Regions from separate parts of the Mus musculus genome. Here region 2 is linked to region 1. A link is a contact called in public Hi-C data. All regions are on one chromosome and are shown on one strand. Each heading gives the region's core, a stretch centred on a gene start, on an enhancer-like site or on the middle of the called end of the contact. The rest is flanking DNA. Distances are from core to core; before and after follow the strand shown.

Evidence for each region. Hi-C and Micro-C count contacts between places; a contact is called where the count stands out from the background.
Region 2: a contact with region 1 is called in a Hi-C map of myocytes, with 4 times the contacts expected there. The contact joins two enhancer-like sites. A contact is called at or near these places in 2 of 15 datasets of contacts at CTCF or cohesin (both in the NIH/3T3 cell line), 14 of 484 Hi-C or Micro-C datasets (the C2C12 cell line, MC3T3-E1-derived osteoblasts, brown adipocytes and 7 more), 6 of 115 datasets of contacts at active chromatin or transcription factors (the NIH/3T3 cell line, embryonic fibroblasts, embryonic stem cells and 3 more) and 2 of 9 other capture datasets (adipose tissue and embryonic stem cells).

Annotation. Positions count from the first base shown.
Region 1 is chr17:14,543,682-14,549,181 of GRCm38.p6, reverse strand. No RefSeq gene overlaps it. Among named protein-coding and RNA genes, the nearest start is that of Gm34916, 24 kb to the right of the region's middle. Within about 2 kb of position 3,226, at least 99 of the 459 cell types and tissues checked have an H3K27ac peak or open chromatin away from gene starts, as enhancers often do. A contact at or near this core is called in the C2C12 cell line, fibro-adipogenic progenitors, muscle stem cells and 2 more, where this site is marked.
Region 2 is chr17:14,669,939-14,675,409 of GRCm38.p6, reverse strand. Thbs2 (thrombospondin 2) reads left to right here. Exons shown (of 22, transcript NM_011581.3): 16 at 1,246-1,364; 17 at 2,032-2,266; 18 at 3,910-4,137; 19 at 4,545-4,816; 20 at 5,341-5,438. Among named protein-coding and RNA genes, the nearest start is that of Thbs2, 22 kb to the left of the region's middle. Within about 2 kb of position 2,744, at least 56 of the 459 cell types and tissues checked have an H3K27ac peak or open chromatin away from gene starts, as enhancers often do. A contact at or near this core is called in the C2C12 cell line, fibro-adipogenic progenitors, muscle stem cells and 2 more, where this site is marked.

The sequences.
Region 1 (5,500 bases), core at 1,977-4,476:
CTTAACTGCTGAGCTAACTCCAGTCCAGAGATAAAAGGCTTTTTGTATGCTGTCTTCATGCCCTAAGGCTTGAATTTATTTTTTAAGGAAGCTTTTGTTTGGTGATATAGCCACATATTATTTTTTAAACTGATGGTTTATGGTGGTGGCAGGAAGAGTATTGGGTTTCATTATGACATTTTCTTATGTGACATTATACGTGTTCAGTTTAACCCCTCCCTCTCCTTGTCCTCCTAGTCCCCTTTGCTAGTCTACTTTTTCCCCACAAGTATTCCTTCCTTTTGCCTTCATGCTGCATACATCCCATTATGCCTCTTTTTTTTTTTGTTTCTAACACATGTTTTGGAGTTTTAATCTTCTTATCTGAGATTCCATGACTGGAGCTAGGAGCCATTGCGTTAGGTGAAGTGCCATGCCCAGGCAGGTGAGTCCTGATCCGACTCATATGTGGTGTCTACAGAAGTTGCTTTGATGGGATTTGGGATTCAAGTAGAGTGGTGGTTACAGGGCCTAGGGAGAACGTCAGAAAGAGCTTCAAGGAACTATGGGAAATGAGAGGACAGCTGTGGAGCATAAGTGGGGGTGAGTCTGGTCACAGGGCCAGGGCACAAATAAGTTAGGGTGTGCCATGGAGTAGTGAGTGCTAAAAAGCTCCAAGAAGGCACTGTTAATGCTCTCAGTAAATACACACAGAGGGAGGAGAGGGGGAGGGAGAGGAGGGGAGGGAGAGGGGGAGGGAGAGGGAGAGAGAGAGGAGGGGAGGGAGAGGGAGAAAAGAATTTGAGAAGACAGAGTACCTATTATATTTGGAGCATTACACAGTATGGACAGGTCTGAAGACACAGTGTCCTATTACCTAAAGAGAAAGCATTTCCTAGAGAACACGATGCTGTCCAGCTGGACTCCTAGACTTGCCCCAGGGTGAGATGGGGAGAAAGTGGCACTTTTTATCCTTTTAAAGTTACAACATCATTGCCCCATAAAACTGGCGAGTGTTTCTGAGAATCAGACTTATACCCAGCAACACTATCTATCGTAATTGAAAAGAAAAGCCTTCCATAATAAAAACAAGCAAAAGGGATTTATAACAACTAAGCCAGCTTTACAAAGGACACTTTACACTGAAAAGGATGAATATGCCCAAGAGGCCACAGAAGAAAGTTAACGCCAGGATAAATCTGCTAAAGGAGTCTAGAGAAAACCACCACAAAGCAACAGCACGACAGAAATTAATGCACATCTCTTAATAACAACTTTGAATATTAATAGTCTCCATTTCCCTCTTAAAAGAAATCACAAGCTTGGATTAAAAATCAGGATCCATCTTTATGCTGCCCATGAGAAACACACCTCACTAGCAAAGACACAGACTTGGGTAAAGAATAGAGAGCTCTACCGCCAATAGACAAGACTAGGAAACAAGCCAGGGTCTCTGTGTTAACATCTGTTGAAATAGACTTCAGATCTAATCTAGTGAGGGAGATAAGGACGTTCATTTCATACTTACTAATGGGAAATCCATCACAAGATTTTATAGTTTAAGACACATACACACCCAGTGGAAAAGCTTCCAGCTTGTCAGAACAAATGCTAAGTGTATAGTCACAGATTAACCCCAATAAAGTAATTGTGAGTGACCTCAACTCCCTACTCTCAATAAGTCATCTGGACAAAACAAAAAGAGTTAAATGGCATTATAAAACATACAGACATCCCTGTGGTGCTTTCTGAGAAATGGATTACGTGCTAGGACATAAAATTTGAAAGCACTTTCTGCATTCTATCTGATCACAGCAAAATAAAAAGGCTGGGTAGCCACAGCAAGGGAGACTACTGGAAGCACACAAATACATGGAAGCTAACCACTGTGGATGACAGCCAGGCCACGAAGAAATCAAGGAGGAAGCAGAAAGGTTCCTAGAATAGAATGAAAGTGAAAACTCAGCATTCCAAAAATTATGTGTCAATAAAAGAAGTCCTGAGAGGAAAGGACTGGCAAACCCTTAGCTATTAACCAAATGAAAAAGATAGGATCCAAACCAAGAAAATTAGAGATGAAAAGAGAAATATAGGGCATGCCATGGAAAATCTGAAATGAACAGACAGTTTTCTAGATTCATATGACCTATGAAAGTTAAAGTACAAAGAAATAAATGATCCAAACAGACCAACATGATTGAAGCAGCAGCAGAAATTAATAATAATAATAATAATAATAATAATAATAATAATAAATATGTCTCCCAACTAAAAAGAACCCAGTGTATTCATCAGCGAATTCTAGCAGATCTTTGAAGAATGACAAATACCAACAAAATAGAAAGGGAAAGAATGCTGCCAAACTCTTTGGAGGAGATCATGATTCCCTAATGTCAAAACCAAACACACACACACACACACACACACACACACACGCACACACACACACACACACACACACACGATTCTAAAGATGAAACAGAAAATTGCCTTAAAGCTTATAAACACGTGCATCAACGTGGCAAGACAAAAATTAATGCAAACACAAATACAGTAACCTTTCTATATATCAATAACAAGCATACTGAAAAACGGAAATAGAGAAGGGGCAGCTTGTACCTACTAGCTCCAGGACCAGTTGTCACTCAAGAACTTTTAAAGACTGTAGATCTTCCAGAGTCAGGAAAGGTTGGATATTGGGAAAATAAAGATCTTGCATGATAGTGAAGTGTACAGCCACAGAAAGCAGACTCTGAGGATGACACACACCTTGATCATTGCCAAGCACAGTAAATGCTGGCTGAGCCGGGCACGAGGGAGCTCAGGCTGTCTTCATAACAAGGAACTGAATGGGTATCTGGGTAGGAGCCAAATTTTCTAGAGCTCTCCAGCAGAGCTGGGGCCATCTGCTTGTCCCCACCCATTGAAACCCGCGTGATTATGTTTGTTTGCATATTTTCCTTCTTAGCCATTCAAGTCGTGGACCAGTAAAGGTTCTAATCAATTCTGGGAAATGTGGAACAATGGCCAGGACAGTCAGAATTCATTACGCAGAAGCCCAGAAGGGAACTCTGAGGTTAGGGTGAGGATCGGCCAGTGTCCCCGTTTCTTCATTTCTCCTAGTGAGTCACAGCTGAGTTATGAACCTGCTTCATCTCGTGCGACAACCATACCGAATACAGAAGTTCCTCACCCACGCTGGGTGGAGGGGTTGGCTCCGAGGTGATTAGTGACCTCACCTAAAACGGATCTGTGGGGTTTCGTATGAGGCCCTCTGGCGCCACCAAGTGGCCAGCCTAGCAGTCCCTCTGGTCACTCTTGCATAATTTGCTGCAGAGTCCCAGTTCCTGATTCCTGATTCTGGATTAAAATGTGAGTTTTGTCATTGCCGGTTCGTTAGATATGCTCATTATCCTCTGCAATCCATCTTTAGGTATACGAATTTCTGGGTGTTAAAATTTTTTTTTTTTTTTTTTTGCAGACAGCACACACTGCTCCAGCAAGCACACAGGCTCTTAGCATTTGGCTGAGCCCCTGAGAATCAATCTATCCTGTCATTGTGCCAACATTCTCCAGTGGGAAAATGTGTGTATCACCTATGGGATCAGGATTCTTTCACATGTGATAATGGAATGGCAATTCACCATAGTTCTGTGTTTGTGGACTGTATGCATGTGCATTCCACAGCACACTTTTGAAAATCAGAGTCCATCTTTGACTTCCACCTTATCTGAGACAGTATCTCTTCTTGTTTGCCATTAATTCCAGCCAACCAGCTCCCTTGTAAGTTTCCAGGAATTCTCCTGTCTCCACCGTAATCTGGTCTAAGAGCATGAGAATTATGGATGTGTGCTACTATACCAGGCTTTACATGAGTTCTGGGCATGAGCATTTAAATTCCAGTTCTCGGGGTCATGTAGAAAGCACTATATCGCCTGAGCCACCTCCACAGCTCTATAAAGTGTTGTCAATGGCTTCTTCTCTGCTTTTATTTCCTGACTATAATGAGGGTTGCAGGCAGGGATCTCCAGTGCACAAGCCAAGGGCTCTTGCACTGAGCTACAGCCCTAGGCACAGTTTTATTTTAATTGAGTTGTAACAACACTCATAGAGAGGCAAGAAGGTAAAGGGTAGAAATCTTCAGAAACCCACTTCACTATCCAGTGATGCAGGATTTGCAGATTGTCCTTGTCCGGTATTCAGCTTTGCACTCTCCCAGCTGCATCTTCTGTGATGCAAAGTCTCTGGCTTTATTAAACTCAAATTTATTATTTTCATCTTTCATGAATCATAAGTTTCCTGCTGAATCTGGTAACATACCTCATTCTGTCTACACAGCTGTGATTCACGTTTTTAGTAGAAGGCTTAAAGTTTCTCATTTCACAGGCAGGTCTATAACATATGGATTAATCGTTGCATATGGTGCATGGTATAGACTTGTTTTTTATTTTTTTGGCATATGAATATGCACTTGCTCCAGCATCATTGTCTGAAAATACTTTTTCTTTACTATAATGACTATGCACCTTTGGTAAAAATCACTTTTCTGTACCTAGATGTGATTCTGTGTTTGGAATACTACCATTTCCTATTGATTTGCCTATTGCTATGGCAACACCACACTGCATCAATCATCAGGAGAACATCACAGTGTATTTGTCTCCATGACAACACCATATGGTTCCTGTCACAGTGACAACACCACACTGTATCATCGTGTAGCTTTGCATTAAAATCTGGTCTTGTGAGGTCTATAATTTTACTGGTTAAATTCCTCGTTTCAAGACATTATTTTCCTCACTCTACAGTCCCTCTCAGAATTGTTGTGGATTCCATATGTTTTTTACTTTTTGGTCTGAATTTCAGATTCAGTTTGTTGGTGTCTGAGGAGAGTTGCTGGAATTTGGCTAAGGACACCTTCCCTTCACAGAGTTTGAGACGATAAAACCCTGCCATCTTTAAAACACTGTGTCTTTAGAGTCAGGCATTTTTTTCCTTATCAGTATTTGATGGTTTTTATTTAGGAATCTTGCGTACTTCACATTATACATGTGCCTTAGCTCTTCAAATATTTTGAAGTGCTAGTACATTTTTAAAAATTTTTTAAATTTTGATGTTCACTATTAAGTATGGGACTATTTTGATTTGTGTATGTTTTTTTTAACATATATGCACAAATATTTGCAATCTTACAGATTTGAGATGTTTCTAACTTTCCAATTTAAGTGTTTAACATTCTAAAATTTCCCCTAAACACTCAATTTCTATTTAGCTAAAATATTTTTAATTTATCAAATATTTTAAAATTACTTTTGTAGTCCCTGGGCTATTTTAAAACTACGGTTTAAATAACACCTATTTATATGTTCTCCAAATATGTAGATTTTTTATTTTCAGTTAATTCCATTATGCCAGAAACGTACTTCATATGCTCCTTAGTATTTTGCCTCTCTTTAGGATTACTTAAACACAGAATAAACATCACCTATATAATAAATAGTCACTATACTTGTGACTATTT
Region 2 (5,471 bases), core at 1,495-3,994, 130 kb before region 1:
TGTCAGACCCACAGCTGCTTCATCTGACTCTTTCACTGCATCTTCTGCAGTGAATACTCTCTAAATCATCCCAGAGCTGCATCCAACTGCTCCGAGAAGGGTATGAGGAGGTTGTTTGTCTTACTTCTACTCAGGTTTCTTATTGTTTATTGATAAGGCCTAACCACGGGACCTGGGAACCAAGACAGGTAGAGCGACACAGGTGTGCCCCGTGAGCTCTGACATATTACTGCAGGCTGACATTTTACCCTGAGACCTGGCGTCTTCTATGCAAGAGCCCAGAGACTGACCACTTGGAACTCAGGCTCCGCTCTCTCAGAGTGTCACTGTAGACTAGGAGACACTCAGATCACTGCTCTGCTTGACTCCTCTGTGTACCCCATGAGCCTCACCCCCTCCTCAACGATGCACAGCCTGGAGTTCCTTCATCCCCTCTGACTCTACCCTGCTATTTAGACCCATCTCAAAGTATATGCTCTTGTAGAACTTTCCAGTCAGCTTCTGCATCCAACCTTAGCCTCAGGACAGCCTCGATCACTCTGCCTTCTTGAAGGTTGATGCAGTTAGCAGGCACCTCATGTCTGTCCTAAAGTGGGCTGGTGCCTCTGTTCTGCCAGCTGGGGTGTCAGCTTCTTATACCCTGTCATTTTAAGGGTCCTTTCTGTTCCCCAAAATGGTCTCTTCTTCCTTTGGCTTTATCTTCCTTCAGTTTGCCACTTTATCCTATTATTATTATTATTATTATTATTATTATTATTATTATTATTATTCCTTCCGTACTGTTGGACCTCGTTCCCTATTTTCAGATTTCTAAGACCCTTGCCGATCCATCTGCACCATCACTTCTCTCCCACTGTCTGTGAACAATGAGGAATCATCACCCAGAGGCTCTTGTGTGCCTACAGACTTAACTCACTTTCTGAGATCTCAGTGGGAACAGCCAAAACAGCAAGCGCAGAGGACACACCACACTCACCCTCTTCTGACTGGGCAGCATTGCCCAGAGAATCCCAAACACTCATTATATTTTAGGTTAAGGGAATTGGATTTTTTTTTTTTGAGGCAGGGTCTCACTGGGAATTTGATGTTTAATGGAAAATATTTCATATTCTCTTCAATGAATCTAATAATCTTTAAATTTTTGCCATTTTTCTAGTGAAGGCCTGTATGTTATCCAGTATGCTGGGAAAATGATGCAACTTCTCTAAACTCAGCCTGTGCCTACTTTGTTTCTTTCACCAACAGATGTTTTCAATGAGCGAGACAATTGTCCATATGTCTACAACACTGACCAGAGAGATACGGATGGTGATGGCGTGGGTGACCACTGTGACAATTGTCCTCTGATGCACAACCCAGATCAGGTGATGAGATGTGTCCAAACAGGGCTCTGTGATCCCCAGCTGTTGCCTGGAGATGAGCCTTGAGGGTGACCCATATCCAGAGCAGGGTGTTCCTCATCCTTAAACAGCTTGATAAAGGTGCTCCGGTGTGGTTCTCTTCTGCCCTGCCAAGCATGACAACATAGCTTGCTATAAGCTCAGTTGAAACATCTTACAGAGACCAAATCTAAGCACTTTATATCTAGGTGGCCCCAGGCCAAGGGAGGAAGTGACTTTCCCACACTGTCTGGGGGAAAATTAGTCTCCATGGTTATCCAGAGGCAAACCCAGAACTAGCTACATTTCCAGGCTTGCCTTTGAAAGGGACCTGAAGAGTGTGACTAGGACTATGGTCTGCAGAGTATACAGTAATGGTAGAGAAAGTGGTTCCTATGATACCTGAGTGGTAGTTAGCAATAAGAAGTCCCCTATGAGATGGGGCACTGGCTGGGAAAGCCTGCACCCAGAAGCCTCCAATCCAAGCTCTCTTCTGTGAGGACAGCAAGTGAGCCATCATACCCCATTTTTGTACCTTATCCCCCAGTGCTGGCCTGTACCAAGAGCGGGTGTGTCTCTAGTCTAGTCCCCGAGTCTTCCTGTGCTTCCTCAGGGAGTATTCATGGTGCTCACTTGCTGCTCTGTCCCCCAGATCGATCAGGACAATGATCTCGTTGGAGACCAGTGTGACAACAATGAGGACATAGATGATGACGGCCACCAGAACAACCAAGACAACTGCCCATACATCTCCAACTCCAACCAGGCTGACCATGACAACGACGGCAAGGGCGATGCCTGCGACTCTGATGATGACAATGATGGTGTTCCAGATGACAGGGACAACTGTCGGCTTGTGTTCAACCCAGACCAGGAAGACTCGGACGGTGGGTGCCTTCTTCAGTTCACATGTGCCTTGCAAACCGCACGAGCAGTCCCACAGAGGCAGAACTCCGGTTTGGAAGTTCAAAAATAAGCAGGATGGCTATCTAAGGGTGTTGGGCACAGGGTTGGCTGGTTGTCTGTCTAGCCTGCTGGAAGCTTCAGCTTCTTCATGTGTGTTTAATATTCTACCAATGAGAGAGGTGAGGTTTGTTTGTGAGTGCCAGGAAGAGGAAACCTTTCAGCTTCTGGGTACTTTTGAAAACCTTTGGCAAACACTTTGAAAGAGATAAGGTTCACTGAATGCAGCCAGTGACATGATGGGGAGAGGATTCATAAATAGGGAAGGTGCGACATGGAAGGTCTTGCACATCAGTGGTCTGTAGCTGTGCAGGGGCTGGAGGATGTCACACTCCAGGAAGACCGCAGTCCTGAATAACAAAGTGCACAGCTGCGCTTGCTGATAGGCTGGTCTCTAACTCCCTCCCAATGGGCAGGATGATCCAAGCTCCCTTTGGAACACACTTATCCTGAACAAATGGAGGCCAGGAGTCCTGGGGTGTTGAGCCAATGTGACTCAGAAGCACGTGAAAAGACTGGCCAGGGACCAAGGGCAGCTGCAGCATTCTCCCAGCACAGGAAAGAATGCTTTCAGCAGAGAGCCCCCAGCTTGATGCAGACACTGGTGCAGACAGTGGGAGGTGGCCTTTGGCTCACCTAGGAAGGGGACTGGGAAGAAGAGGCGAGGGGTATTTTTATTACTTTTAAGATGCTGTTGCTGAGGCTGGGGAATAGATTAATTGGTAAAGCACTTGCCTAGTGTGAAAACTCAGCACTACATAGACAAGGCATAGCGATGCGTGCCTATACTCGGGAGGGAGAAGCAAGAGGACCATTAAAAAATCATCCTTGGCTCCATATTGCCAGTTTGAGATGAGCCTGTGCTGAGGTCCTGTCTCAATAAAAGAAAATGCCTGTACATCTAATTATGTTTCCCACAGTGGGGAGGCTACAGTATTGAATACCAGAACTGAAAATTGGTTTGAAGAATGGGGAAATCAAGATATCAATCTAGATACCAAATATGGTTTCTTTTCTTCCTTTTGAAATAAGAGGTCATAGCAGAGTGCCTGGTTAACTCCATCGCCTCTGCCTTGGGGCATCTCACTGTGGCCGAGGACAGGTCAGCTGTAAGATAAGGCATGACCTAGCCCCCTTTGCAGACCAACCTCATTGGGTCTGATCTCCCTAGGGGAAGTCATGTGTGCTGGAAAGGTTCTACTTTAAGTGCCAAATAAATTAAAATGGCTCCAGTTACTGAGAATGACAGTGAGAAGTGAGCTTAGAGAGACATTAGCAGCAGCCAACTCTCTGTTTTCAACTTTGAATGTAGGGAACAGAGCTTGGGCTTATCGCACTATCCTTGGCTGTAGTGTTTGCAGTGAGGATGTTTTTTAAAAGCATCCCTGGGATGCCTTATAGCTTTACAAGCTCAGTGTTTTGGAAGCAGTTGACCCTCAAACCACAATTAATTACAAGGTGCATAGCCTCAAATCTTACAGACTCAGAGGTCTCTGTTTATACACATGAAGGGAAATGCAAACCACCTAACTTGTCCCCCTTGGGTTCATTTCTTCCTTATCCATAGGTGACGGCCGAGGTGACATTTGTAAAGATGACTTTGACAATGATAATGTCCCAGATATTGATGATGTGTGCCCTGAGAACAATGCCATCACTGAGACAGACTTCAGAAACTTCCAGATGGTCCCTCTGGATCCCAAGGGGACCACACAAATTGATCCCAACTGGGTAATTCGTCACCAAGGCAAAGAGCTGGTGCAGACAGCAAACTCAGACCCTGGCATCGCTGTAGGTGAGCCTGAGATCCTGTGGGTAGTTCAGAGAGACCATGTGGTCAGGATTTAGGATAATTTTTCTGGTAGCCTTACCCTTCCTTGGTATGTGGAATAGTCTCCCTTCATAATCTGGTTAAGGGCTCTGGGAAAGCACAGGTTTGCAACTCTCTGACCTATGGAATTTGGTGTTCAGTAAGCCAGCTCATGTTATGGACTCTCTGAAACAATACATGAGACACTGGAGCTTCTGTCACAAAACTGTCAGCTGGGTCACAAGTCCTTTTGCTGCTCTCTCAGCGAAGAGCAGAGGTTATCTAAGCTAATCTAAGCTCTTCAGATCCACGTTTCTGTGAGATGGACTTCTGAAGTTCCCAATGTGCTTTTCTCTGGGCCACCAGACCATCCATGTTTTCTCTGCACTCAGGTTTCGACGAGTTTGGGTCTGTGGACTTCAGTGGCACTTTCTATGTCAACACTGACCGGGATGATGACTACGCTGGCTTTGTCTTTGGCTATCAGTCAAGCAGCCGCTTCTATGTGGTGATGTGGAAGCAGGTGACCCAGACCTACTGGGAAGACAAGCCCAGTCGGGCTTACGGCTACTCTGGTGTGTCACTCAAAGTGGTAAACTCCACGACTGGTACTGGCGAGCACCTGAGGAATGCCCTGTGGCACACGGGAAACACAGAAGGCCAGGTGAGGGACGGGGCAGTTGATGGCCATTTCCAGACAGACCCTGCACTCCTAACCTGTTCCAAAGAGATACCCTTCTGCCCTTAATTTTAATCAAATAGCAATCATTTTAATAGTTGGTGTGGAATACCTACTTTATTGAGCACGAAATGCCCAGTGCTTCTGGTTGGAAAGACTGAACACATGTCCAGTCTTTTGCAGAGACAGGACTTACAGTGTCAGTTTTGTTCATAGCTCCACACCCAAGAAGCAGAAGGTATGAATTCAGATCCATGACTATCTGGGTCAAGTGTTCATGCTCTTAGTGTTAACACACCCAACACTGGACTTAGGTGCACACTGTAGTCTCCCATAGTAGAGTGGATAGTAGGGTAGATGATACAGCATTTGAAAGTAGAACATACAAAATAAAATGTATGTACTAGGGAGGTAGTACAGCAAGTGGAGTATTACTTTGCACAGTCCAGGGCGAGAAGAATGGAAGGGAGGCACATAGCTCACCTTTCAACAATGCTCCTATTCCACAGGTCCGGACTCTATGGCATGACCCCAAAAACATTGGCTGGAAAGACTACACTGCCTACAGGTGGCACCTGATTCACAGGCCTAAGACAGGCTACATGAGGTAAGGGCAGTTGCACATTGTCAGTGGTAGGCT